2 separate regions of the Ovis aries genome follow, and region 1 is linked to region 2. The links are chromatin contacts, called in public Hi-C maps. All regions are on one chromosome and are shown on one strand. Each heading gives the region's core, a stretch centred on a gene start, on an enhancer-like site or on the middle of the called end of the contact. The rest is flanking DNA. Distances are from core to core; before and after follow the strand shown. Region 1 has its middle 19 kb from the start of PLA2G2C. Region 2 overlaps MUL1 (mitochondrial E3 ubiquitin protein ligase 1).

The links. Hi-C and Micro-C count contacts between places; a contact is called where the count stands out from the background.
Region 1: a Hi-C map of liver shows a contact between it and region 2, with 6 times the contacts expected there. The contact joins two enhancer-like sites. A contact is called at or near these places in 9 of 16 Hi-C or Micro-C datasets (blood, hypothalamus, liver and 3 more).

What each region holds. Positions count from the first base shown.
Region 1 is chr2:246,169,213-246,175,684 of ARS-UI_Ramb_v3.0, forward strand. No RefSeq gene overlaps it. Among named protein-coding and RNA genes, the nearest start is that of PLA2G2C, 19 kb to the right of the region's middle. Within about 2 kb of position 3,814, at least 7 of the 54 cell types and tissues checked have an H3K27ac peak or open chromatin away from gene starts, as enhancers often do. A contact at or near this core is called in liver, where this site is marked.
Region 2 is chr2:245,850,308-245,856,799 of ARS-UI_Ramb_v3.0, forward strand. MUL1 (mitochondrial E3 ubiquitin protein ligase 1) reads left to right here. Exons shown (of 4, transcript XM_004005160.5): 4 at 1-412. Among named protein-coding and RNA genes, the nearest start is that of CAMK2N1, 9.3 kb to the right of the region's middle. Within about 2 kb of position 4,639, at least 8 of the 54 cell types and tissues checked have an H3K27ac peak or open chromatin away from gene starts, as enhancers often do. A contact at or near this core is called in liver, where this site is marked.

The DNA of each region.
Region 1 (6,472 bases), core at 2,564-5,063, 320 kb after region 2:
TGGGATTTCTGGGTTCAGATGATTCCAAACTGTTTCCCTCTTCTCGGCAAGGACCCTCCTGTCATGCTGGCGTTCGCTGACTCTTCTGGAGCCACCCCTCTGGGGTTGTCGTGAGGTTGAAAGAGAGACTCTGCACAAAGCTTGCACCTGAGAGCCTGGCACGCTGCCAGTGACTAGGGTGTTTGTTGTCTAGGAGATTCATGACATCCTCATTTAGGGAGGCGATGTGTCCCTCTCTGTGGCCCCTCTCAGGAGGGGCCAGGGAGGGCGGCTGCCCACGGCTCCCGCAGAGGGCCCCAGCCGCCTCAGCCTGGTGTGTCAGGGGCCAGGCTGACTGCAGCGATGGTGCTGGACGAAGCCCAGCCTGCAGGGTGGTGGGCTGCCTGCTGGGGTCTATTTCATGGCAACCTGGCCCTCCTCCGAGCACCCTGGGGGTCCAGGTTGCCCTCAGGCAGCATTGCTGGCCCACCAGCATGGTTAATAGAAAAGAGCCCCCGTTGTCCTCTGTGAAGGGGCTCGTCGACTGCCGGGTGCTGGGAGCCAACCCACTCTATGTGGCAACAGCCTTAGCTCAGGCCTTCCAAGTAGACCTCCCCGTCTCACCCTCCTCCACCCTTCACGCAGCCACCAAGAGGCCTGTCTAGAATCAACTTCTGATTTGAGTCATGAAACACTCTTCTTTGATGTGAAGAGCTGACTCATTGGAAAAGACTCTGATGCTGGGAAAGATCGAAGGCAGGAGGAGAAGAGGATGATAGAGGATGAGATGGCTGGATGGCGTCACCGACGCAATGGACGTGAGTTTGAGTAAACTCCGGGAATTGGTGATGGACAGGGAGGCCTGGCATGCTGTGGTTCATGGGGTCACAAAGAGTCGGACACAACTGAACGACTGAACTGAACTGAACTGAACTGAACGCTCCTCTTTGGGGATTCCTTGGCGGCTCAGCAGTAAAGAATCCGGCTACAATGCAGGAGACATGGTTTAGATCCCTGCGTCAGGGAGACCCCCTGGAGGAGGGCACAGCAACCTCCTCTAGAATTCTCGCCTACAGAACCCCATGGGCGGAGGAGACTGGCGGGCTACGGGAGGAGGGGTAGGGGACAGCCTGCCAGGCAGTGTGGTGAGTTTGGAGCCAGGAAGGGCCTGCCCTGCGTGATGATGAGTGCAGGGGACCCAGGCTGGGGTCACACAGAGTCAGATACGACCGAAGCGACTGAGCATGCCCACATGCACGCTCCTCTCTGAAAACCTCTGCAGGCTCCCCTTTGACCTCCAAGGGTCAAGTGGTCAAGTGCACATGGCTGTCAGGGCCCCTTGACAATCACCCCACATAACATCCCCCAAGAAAGACACAGCCCGGGTCCTCTGCACGCATCATTCACGCAGGGCAGGCCCTTCCTGGCTCCAAACCCATCCCACTGCCTGGCAGGCTGTCCCCTACCCGCTCTTCTCTGCCTGGAACCTCCTGTTTCATCATTTAAAACTCAGCTGCAAGGTGAGCGCCATCTACGTGTCTCCTCTGACATTCTCAAGCAGAAGTTCGTTCCTGGTGGTTCCTTGACCACCAGGAGCCTCCTGCCTGGTGAAGGCCAAGATGTTTCCTGTTATTCAAGGGCCAGCCCCTGCCCCCCAACCCCCAACTTCTGTGCGGGGCTTGGGTATCTCTGAAGAGTGCAGCCTGGCCTTGAGAAACGTCACACACTTTCCGTTTCAGCCTCCTTAGGAGAACTTAGGGTAAACGTTTACCCCAAATATTGTCCTAGGCATGAGAATTGTGTAATGGAAGATTAGAGGATATTAAATGCCATTAAAAGGTCTCATCGTTTCTGAGATAACGACACAGAGAATCACTGGGACCTAGGACCGCAATGTGCTCTGAGCTGCGGTGGCTTCCCGGGTAGCTAAAGAGTGGTTAAAGAACCCGCCTGCCAATGCAGGGAACATAAGAGACACAGGTTCGATCCCTGGGTTAGGAAGATCCCCTGGAGGAGGAAATGGCAACCCACTGCTGTAGTCTTGCCTGGGAAATCCCGTAAACAGAAGGTCTTGGCAGGCTACAGTCCCTGGGGTCACACAGAGCTGGCATGGCTGAGCACACACACACACACACACACACACACACACACACACACACACACACACATACACACTGAACTCCGGCAGGAGTTCTCAACTGGAGGTGGGAGTGAGGGCATCCTGGGCTTTGCTGACACAGACTGGATGCTGCACCCAATCCTCCCACCCCTTTCCCTGCTATGACCTGCCCTAGTCACTGAGTATCAGTCACCCGAGTGCTGGGCAGTCACACCTCCTTTCTGGATCTCCACTTCCCCATCTGTGAAAGGGAGCAGATGACGCTGGCCTCAGAGGAATACCCTGAAGATCAATGAGAATCTGCCTACGAGATTCTTGTACCGTGCTTAGTCGCTCAGTTGTGTTGGGGTCTCTGAGACCCCAACTGTAGCCTGCCAGGCTCCTCTGTTCATGGGGATCCTCCAGGCAAGAATGCTGGAGTGGGTTACCATTCCCTGCTCCAGGGGATCTTCCTGACCCAGGAATCCAACCCGGGTCTCCTGCATTGCAGGCGGATTCTTTACCAGCTGGGCTACCAGGGTTCTCAGCAGACACTAAGAACAAGTGAGCCCCACTCTCCTGCCGCTTCCTCGCGTCAGCTAGAAATTCTCCCTGGTCCCACAGGCGCCCATGGGAGGGAGTCCTCAGTTGTGGCACAAGGAGACGCTGAGGCCAGAGGGTGGGATGCCCTGGGGCGAAGTGCAGCCCCCTCTCCTCTTCTTTCTACAGCTTAGGGAGAAGCTCAGACGCTGCATGGCAAGGGGCTCTGTAGCTCTCACTCATGTCTGTGACCGGGGGTTAGGGGCGGAGGTGGCCCTGGTGTGCCCGCTGACTTCCTCGTGGGGTGTACACCGGTCTGGGATGGGATGAGGCGCTCTTCCAGGAAGTACACCAGGTGGCGCTGTGGAGTAACCAGAGGCCGAGAAGGGCCGGAAGCCCGACCAGGGCGAGATGCTGGGGAGGGCGGGGGGACAGGGAGCCCTTGGAGGCCCACGTGCCATCGGGCACAGGCGCCTTGCACAGGTGCCTCTGACTCATTTGAGCACCAGCCACAGCACTTCTATCTGTGTTCCTTGCAGAGTTGTTGACAAGAGTGGTTGACAGTGTGCCCCGTTCAATTCTAGGTGCTTTGTGTGAATGTGTGTGTTAGCCGTTCAGTCGTGTCTGACTCTTTGTGACCCCATGAACTGTAGCCTGCCAGCCTCCTCTGCCCATGGGATTCTCCAGGCAGGAATACTGGAGTGGGTTGCCGTGCCCTCCTCCGGGGAATCTTCCTGACCCAGGGGTCCAATCCAGGTCTCCTGCATTGCAGGCGGCCTCTTTACCGTCTGAGCCACCAGAGGAGCTTCATGTGTGTTACCTGGCAATTCTCACAACCCTGGGAGCTAAGCACACAAACCACCCCAACGAGAAACACTGGCAGCTGAAGCACAGAGAGGCGAAATGTTGCCCAGGTGACCTGGCCACAGGTGGGAGGCAGAGAGTTGAGCCGGGGTGGCCTGACCTCCTCACACAAAGAACTGACTTTGCTCAACAGCTTAGATACCTTTCAGGTTACCTCCAGTGGCTTGAGGGTAAAGCAGCAGCCCTGGCCTAGAGAAGATACCACAGGAGGCTGAAGATTCCACCGCCTCATGGATGACGGACCTTTAGGTTGCCATTTTCAAGAAGCCCAAACCCAGTGTGCCTGGCATGTGCTCTTGGCCTGTAGGGCTTGCGTTCGCTTCTTCCCAAAATGTTTACCAGCCAGGCAGCGGGTGCCAGGGGTACAAACAGGCAAGTTCCCAGTCCTTGTGAACTTTATACTGGGGTTGGGAAAACAGCTAACAAGCAAATCCATAAATAAGAAAATTTCAGAAAGTAAAAGAAAAAAAAAGAAAAGCAAGTTGGGATCTTCCTGGTGGCCCAGATGGTAAAGAATCTGCCTTCAATGCAGGAGACCCAAGTTCAATCACTTTGCCAACAAAGGTCTGTATAGTCAAAGCTATGGTTTTTCCACTAGTCATGTACAGATCTGAGAGTTGGACCATATGGAAGGATGAGTGCCAAAGAATTGACGCTTTCAGATTGTGGTGCTGGAGGAGACTTTTGAGAATCTCTTGAACAGCAAAGAGATCAAACCTGTCAGTCTTAAAGGAAATCAGTCCTGAATATGCATTGGAAGGGCTGATGCTGAAGCTGAAGATTCAATACTTTGGCCACCTGATGCAAACAGCTGCCTCCTTGGAAAGACTGTGATGCTGGGAAAGATTGAGGGCAGGAGGAGAAGGGGATGACAGAGGATGAGATAGTTGAATGGCAATGGACGTGAAAGTGTGTTAGTCGCTCAGTCGTGCCCAACTCTTTGCGACCCCGTGGACTGCAGCCCGCCAGGCTCCTCTGTCCGTTGGATTTCCCAGACAAGAGTACTGGAGTGGGTTGCCATTTCCTTCTCCAGGGGATCTTCTCAACCCAGGGATCGAACCCAGGTCTCCTGCACTGCAGGTGGATTCTTTACTCTGGGACATGAATTTGAGCACACTTCAGGAGTTGGTGATGGACAGAGCAGCCTGGAGTGCTGCAGTCCACGCGGTCGCAGAGTCAGACATAACTGAGAGACTGAACAACACAGCAGGTTAGTGGGATGGAGATTGAACAGTGGCTGGAGGAGGGGGAGGGGAAATAGAGTGATCAGGTCAGTGCAGTAAGATCGTCCTGCATGAAGTCTGCTCCGCACATTTCCAAGTTCTGTGATCTCCTTCCGGAGGAGGAAAGGTCATCTGACTTGGACAGCACCCTCGTATAACCACCTCTCCTGGCATAACATCAGTTTAGGCACAGGTTAAACAAGAGAAGATTTGTTTTCCAAGTGCCAGAGGTTCTGGAGCTCGGGCAGGCCGTCTGCGCACCTCACTTGCTCACCTGGCCCCAGGTGTAAGTGGTGCAGAAATGCAGGCCCATTTGGGCTGGAGAGCTGGCCGGGTCAGAGGGCTCTGTGGTAGTTGTTGAAGTTGAACCTCAGTTTTGAGCATTTTGCCGGAAGGAGCCTGTTCATGCTTACAGCTTGGCAGGAGTTCTCACTCTCAGCCAAATTTCCAGCTATGAGCAATAAAGACCCAGCCCCTGCGGGCTGCAGAACCGAAGAACTGAAGGACGACTGAGAGATTGCCCAGCCTCTGCCTTCAGACAGGGAAGGTGGAAACCCTCCTGGTCCCAAGGCACTATTTCTCTTCTTGAATGTGTCTAAGGGCAGAGGTCATAGAGGGCCCCCAAAAGCAGTCACCGCCCGCTCCCGCCCCCGCCCCCCCCCCCCCCCCCCCCCCCTCCCCCCGCCCCCTTGTCCTCAGGGTCACACTCTGTCTCCGGTTCCAGTGTTTCCATTCAGAAATGTGCTCTCCAAAAGGAACCTGAGCAAAGGTCATTAAGAACTGGATTCCTTATCTGATATCCAGCAGCTATCTCCCCTGCAGACTGAGCTTCTGTTCTTGTGAAAATGGGAAGCATTTTGAGAACAGGAACCTCCCTGTCTTCACCCCTAAGAATGTATTATCTTGATTAAGGTAATGAAGGACGCGCTCTGAAATACGTGGATGCGGGCCAAAGCAGATGGACGGAATTGATCTGTGTTTGCCAGCTCTCGCCAGCACACTGCAGGGATTTTGCAGGCCACGCCAAGCTCCTGGGGGATGGCACAATGGAGACGTGTCACTGGGAACAGGCTGAAGGGCTTGGGTGACCCAATGACCTGAGCCAGTTCTATGCCTTTGCTGCTGAATACGTGTTTTGTTTCGAAGGCAAGATCTTTTAAGGCAGTTTCATTTCCGAGATGTTGACAGCTACCATGGGCAGCCCCATTGCTAAGCACACAGAGGAACACAGGATGTAAGCTTTGTGGGCCAGTTTTCTTTTCAACATACTTTTTTGTATCGGAGTATAGCCAATTAACAATGTTGTGATGGTTTCAGTTGAATAGCAAGAGGACTGAGCTGTTCATATCCATGTATCCACTCTCCCCTAAACTCCCATCGAGGCTGCCACATATCATTGAGCAGAGTTGCCTGTGCTATAGAGTAGGACCTTGCTGGTCATCCGTTTTAAATATAGCAGGGTGTACACGTCCACCAGTCATGGGCCAGTTTCTAAGTCAGAGAGCCCAGCTGTGCACTGGTTCTGGAACATTGCTCCTCCCTTGGCTGGTTCTCTCCTTCCGGGCCCTTGGAGCCTCCAGAAGCTTCCCCCACCCTCCATCTGTGATTCCATCGTGTCCTTCAGTGCATTCATTAACCCCCGCAAGTGCTTCCTGAGTGCCTACTGTGTGCCAGGCGCCGCTTAGATGGTCATGCTAATCCGGTGATTCGACAGTTTTTTGTGCATCGATTGGCCTTCCTCAGTGCAGCGTTGAGGGGGTTGGGTGGG
Region 2 (6,492 bases), core at 3,389-5,888:
GCAATAAGGATGCTGCTATCCCGGCCTGCAGTTTTCTCAGCTTCTCATGGAGGCTCCCACCAAGGAAAAGTAGCAGCCAGCATCTTGAGCCTGGGGCCTTGTCTAGGCTAGCCCTAACCCCGCCACTGAAGAGCTCACACCCCAGGGGCGTCATCACACCACCCCTTCACCCCTCCCCGTCCCACTTGAGTTTGTGAGTGAGAGAAGCGGGCGAGCCCCTCGCACTGCCTGTCAAGTGTCCAGGGTCACTAAAGTCACGTGCACAGCACTTTCTTTTCTCCCTTCCCTGGCTCTGAGCATCCATGCCCTCATTGCCCTTCGTGCAGGGGAAGGGGGTGTGCTCTCGGGGGCTGACACCAGCTGTATGCAGTGTCCAGTGTGGACAGCGCTAATAAAACTCCTTCTCACCGAGTGTGAGCATGTTGCTGTGAACGGGTTCGGTGGCTAGGCTGACGCTTCCCTGGGGGGATGGCGTCCGGTCTCAATAGGATGAATTGGAGACCTTGGCTGCAAGGTGGTCTGGGCCTCCCCATGGTGGGGGCAGCTTGGTGACGCTAAAAGAGGAGGGCTGAGTGGGGAGCCTTGGCAGCCCGGAGACTGCGTGCAGGTCATGCCCGGCCTTGCCCAGAGCTGTCCCTGAAGAGCGCTGTCCTGACATCCTGAACGCAGGCTGTGAGGTTTCACCTGTGGTGAGAGTGGGACAGGTGGGCACTGGCAGATGTACGCGGTGCTCCTTCCGACCTGAATTTCAAGGTGAGTTAATTCTCACAAGGCCCTGCGGGCTCGCACGGCATCTCATCCTACAAGCAAAGAAGCCAGTCCCGAGGGGGCATGTTCCCTGGGTCAAAAGCATACAACTCGTGAGGCGGGTGGTCTACATTGAAACTCCAAGCTGTTCAGGCTCCTGACCCTCCTGCTCACCAGCGGTGGGGCAGTTCCCTTGGTGCTCGTAAGGACGCCCCACAAGATGATGTTCCCTGTGTTAGTGGAGGAGACCATGCTCTCGGGGAGGAGGCCCATTGGTGACAGCCCACATGCCCAGTGAGTCCTGGCCGGGGAGGTGTTACGGCCCTGGCTTTATATAGATGCGTTGGGCTGGGGTGGCAGGATGGGAGGGGGACTGGTGGGGCTGACCTTGGCGCATCTCAAAAGCATCTGCTGTTCTGTGTCCCTTTAGCAGGCGCTTTGAAAGAGAGCCCAGGTTATGAGGATGAGTGAACTGCCGTGTGTAGGGGTGAGTGGGGGAGGAGGGTTTGTGTTAAATCTATGAAGCGCTCAGCCCTCGGCGTGGATTTCATGAGTAAATCTGATCAAGTGAATGAAAAGCAGAGAAGGCAGCCTGCCCTTTTCCCCAGACCGACTCATACCCTGGGCAGACCAATTCTTCTGTCTCGAAGGCTCCTCCAAGGGAGTTAAGGTGCCCATAGTGAGAGGCACAGGAGCAGCCTCTAGGTGACAGCTGATTGGGAACATGAGCTCACACGCACCCAGACTCCAGACCTGAGGTCCACGCGAGGTCCTAGCCTGGCTGGGCTGAGACTGCCCCATGCTCTCCGTCACCCACGCAAGTCCCCGCCTTTGGTTTAAGGAGCTCCTTTCCAGCAGGCTTGAAGGGGCTTAGACTGATCTGTGGGATGGAAGCCGGTGAAAGAGTGAACGTGAAGGTCGCTGAGTGGTGTCCGACTCTTTGTGACCCCATGGGCTATACAGTCCATGGAATTCTCCAGGCCAGAATCCTGGAGTGAGTAGACTTTCCCTTCGCCAGGGGATCTTCCCAACCCAGGGATCAAACCCAGGTCTCCTGCATTGCAGCGGATTCTTTACCAGTTGAGCCACCAGGGAAGCCCAAGAATATGGGAGTGGGTAACCTATCCCTTCTCTAGATGATCTTCCTGACCCAGAAATTGAACTGGGCTCTCCTGCATTGCAGGCAGATTCTTTACCAACTGAGCTATCAAGGAAGTCCATGCAAGCTGGTGGTGGGGGACTAACCATGGGATTGTGGTGAATTTCAATTCAACCCTTAGGCTCAGCCACTTGAATCCGCCCCAGACAGCATTCAGCCAGGATGGTCTTGAATAATTGCTCCTGGTGTTTTGAAATTCTTTGCGAGGTACTTGATACGGGTAGATGCTCACAGTCCAACAAAGTGAGCATTGTTCACCCCGTTGTACCAATGAGAACTTCCTGGTGGGGTTACAGTTTACTGATGGCCACACATCATCACCAACCTGGTAGTGTTGGGCTCTCCTGGTATCAGGTGTGTTTTTTAGATTTAGAGTGAACTGGAAGTGGAGGCTATATCACCCCTTTTTGCAGCTTATGTGATTTGCTCAAAGCTATCAAAGTCTGAGCATAAAGCCCTTTCCCTTTAAATCGCATTGAACCTGACAGGCTAAGAAGGAAAACTGTCCAAGAGAGAAGTGAATGTTACGCACAGTGTTTTTGAAGCCTGTTAGCACCCTGAGAATCACCAGTCACCCCTGGTTTTACAGAGAGCAGTTTGAGGCTTATCCTGATGGAGGAGGAGCCAGAAGGCAGGTCCTCGAAATCCTAGTTCATTCAGAATTACGATGGAAAATTCAAACAGCAAGCATCATGACAAACTAGGGTGAACTCTGACACCGTTTGCAACCCTGGTCCTAGCCTGGATGTGGACAGATCTGATGTGGATGAGCACGAAGGGCCTTGGGGCTGCTCAGAGGAAGAGCTCTCAAGTTTTGGTATCCTTGGTGGGCATTTATTCATCCCCCAAACATCAGCTAAATATGTATTCTGTGCCTGGGAATTCAGAAATGAATATGGCGCAGTTTCTGCCCTCAAAGCACTCAGCGTTGTCTTTTAAAGTGGCCTGATTGTTTGAAAATGAATAAGCCCTACAGATGGATGGGTGATGGCTGTTGGAGCATTTTTGGTTCACAGAATGTAGCTGGCAGGGCCTTTGAGATTGGCCTGGTTAGAGCAGATGCCCTGACAGTTCAAAATAAAGCCACCAAGGGTAGGGTATCTTTGCTGAAGGGGAGCCAAGCAGAGAACATCCATCCCACAGAGCTGAGAATGATCTATTAGAAACACCAGTCTGACCACGTGCCTTCTCTGCTTGAGGAGAAGCAGAGCCTGGAAGGTCCCCAGGCTCCCTGTCTCCTCCAGGCTTAAGCTCTGGGTCCTCTAAGGCACATGGAGGTGTGTGAGCCAGCCCCTGGCCGTCCCTCCAGGCCTTTCCCCGTCCGTCTGTCTCTCACCTGTGGCTCCAGCCACACCGAGCCTCTGAGCGTCATTAAGCGCGCTTGCTGTTCCTGCCTCCTGGCCTCTGCTATTGCTGAGTCTTGCCCCTGGCATTCTGGTCCTTTCTTCACCTTGCTGTGTTAGGTGCTTGCTTTCTTCACCTCCTCACCCTTTAAAACTCAGCCTTAGGTTTTCCCTTCAGAAAACCTCCCCTGACCCTCCCCACTTAGGTGGAGTTAGGTGCCCTTCCTCTGAAGTCCATTATCCAGTCCCCTGTTCTTTCTCTGAGCCATCTTGCCCACGCTTGGGCAGGAACTGTGTCTTATTTCTGCTCCAGCACCATTTTTTTAGGCTGTCACTCTACACTAATTAGAGCTCACATTAGGGCTTACTCTTTGCTAAGGGCCTGCAAAGGAATGGACATGATTAATGTCACTTCATCTTCACTGTGAGCTATGTGTTTGTATTATTCTTACTTTAAACAAAAGGAAATCAAGGCTCAGAGAGGTCAAGTGTCTCACTCAAGCACCCAGGAAAGACAGGATTTAAGCCCAGGCACTTTGACTTCAGAACCCCAGCTCTTAACTGCTGAATGTACATGGAATGAATGAGTAAACTGGTGAATGAGATGATGGATGTGGGCCCATAATCCTGGAAAGCTGCCTGTGGGAGTTGGTTTTTGGACCAGAGGTGAGGGTAATGGCCTGATTGTAAAGAACAAGGGCAGGGGCCTCTCAGTGCCTGGAGCTGCAATGCATTACGTGAGAACACCATGTACGATGAGCTGCCCAGAGCTTCCGGGGCTCCACACAGGAGAAGTCGGGCCGGCATCACTGCCTGGTGGCAAATGGTCTGGGCTGGGAGCTGACTTCCTCTCGGGTTCTGTTGCTGTGTGATCTCGATGGAGTGGTGTAACCTCTCTGAGCTTCAGCTGTGTCTGTAAAAGGAGCAGGCTGGATTAGCTCTCCAAGGCTCCATCCAGTTCTGCTATTTGGCCTGTCTGGGACACAGCAAGTGGATGAGCGAGGCTGCAGGGTGACAGTTTCAAAGCCCTTCTCAGGGCTGCTGTCTGAGGCCTGAGGGCCCTCTTCAGCAGAGCTGCCTGCCGCAGCCCCAGGACCACGTTCCCGGAAAGCCGGGGAGATCAGCACATTTTCTCCCTAATTAGAGAGTGATAGCTGATCAATTTTGAATGAGATAAGTTTCCGTGTGCAGTGTCCTGAATTGCTCCCCAGAGTGCTCATTAGTCATTTCGCTCGCAGCTGCTGCCTTATTGTCTTTCAGATGCCAGCCGAGGGACCTGGCATTTCCCTTCTGCAAGCGTGGGTCACATGGGGCCAAGCCAGGGACACTGGCACCGGTCCCAGGAGCTGCCCCGGCCTGGGGGAGGGCCCTCTGCTCTTGACATTTACCCTTTGCTCCCGCCGGAGCCGTGGCCTCACCTTCGGTGACTCAACTCCAGAGTCCTCTTGGATTGGGCTGTGACCCTGGAGGGCCTCAGCTGAAGTCTTATTAAGCACCTAGCGCACCAGACACCTTGTATCTTGAACCTGAATGGTCTCCAGGCTGGAGACAGGGGTACACACCAATATAAATGTCCACATGGCCATAACGTCAGGCCTCCCACCCCCCGACGGCCTTCCCTAGTATTTAAGATGTTTCATCAGATGGGGCTTCATTCGTGTTTGCGGTACGTTGGCGCATAATATGCATTTCTTCCTGCCCTTCGCTGCCCCAGGGCTTGTGATGGGATTCCTCTCTTGCTTTGATTTCCACCATGGCCCCCAGGTGGCGCTGTGCTCCTATGGTTGCGGCTGCCAGCGGCCTTGCAGGCGACGCTGAGGTGGCGCTTCCAAAGGCGGGTTCAAGTTTCCCTTTTCCTGGGGGCTGGAGAAGAGGCCTGAGGACAGAGCCTGAGAAGGACCTGGGGCTGCTGACACCAGACGCAGCTGGGCACAGGCTGGGAAGGGGACGAGCAGGAATGTTCTCTCTAGTTCCTTTGTCTGCCCAACACACCGGGAAGCCGGGTGCAGATGTGAAAATACTGAGAATCCCAGAAAATTCAGGGGGGAAAAAACCCCACATTTCCCTCCCTATAATTTTCCCGGCATTCACATCTTTAAATATACTAACCATGATTTCTTTCAACAAAAAAATAAGACGTGCATAATGCATCACATGTTCTTAAAATACCCAGATGACTTCACACTGGTAAGGGATGCTGAAAAAATTTGCATGGCATAGATTTTGATTTTTCTCCCCAGAAGCTTTTTCTCAGTGGAGAAATCCTGCTTCTCCCAGCCTGGCCTGCTCCCTTGCCATCCTCTCCTCTGTCCTGTCTCTGCCTTCTGCCCTCTTGCCTAGGTATCAAGTTTCTCTGTCTCCTCCTCTGCAAAGAGATAGAACTGTCAGCGACTGTGCTTGACAGGCCCGCCTCTCGTCTACCCTGTTGCCTCTTGTCTTTGAGTGTGTGAACGAGTTTCTTCCTCTTCCCGTGGATCTGTCTTCCTCTCTGGGCTTTTTTAGTCTCTCTGCTTCTGTTGGATTCCATCTGCTTCTGTGAGTCTGTCTCTGTTCGCATCTTTCTCACCTGCACCAGGCACCTCCCCTCCCAGACCCGTCTCTCCTCTTCTGGATGCCCAGGGTCTGGCAGGGCAGGGTAGGGAGGGCCTCTGTGTCCAGGCCCTGGCTTCTCCAGCTGCTGCCCTTCCTCCTACCCAAGGAGTTCCTAGGAAGAGAAAGCCCTTCTCTCCACCCTCGCAGGCCCTGGAGGGCTCCAGGTGGTGGGACTTACCGCGTGGAGCTGACTGCTGGCCAGCTGTCCTGCTAGGTCTCCTCCTAGAGACCCAGTCAGCACCTCACCTGATCCTCAGTATCCCCTTGAGGCTTATCTGGTTACCCCCACTGTACCACTGAGAGGAAATCTGGCTCAGACAGCAAAGTGACCGCTGGAAGGCTGTGCAGGTAAGAAGGGGTGGAGCTGGGGCTGAGCTGCTGATTTCCCCTCATTTCACTTGCTCATCACCAGGTCCAGCGGACAGAGCTCTGAGCTGGTTGTTGGGAGGCCTGGGCTCTCGGCCCAGGCTCTGGTTCCAGCTGGGCAGCTCACCTTCCTCGTTTGGGGCTGACTCCTTCCCACTGTGCAGTGGACCAAGATCCCTGTCTGTCCTGCCGACCTTCCAGATTGTCATGGACACCAAACGACCTTGCATCTGCTGGATGGGGACGTGCCCGAGTAACCGTGTGGGACCCGAGAGGCCAGAGCGG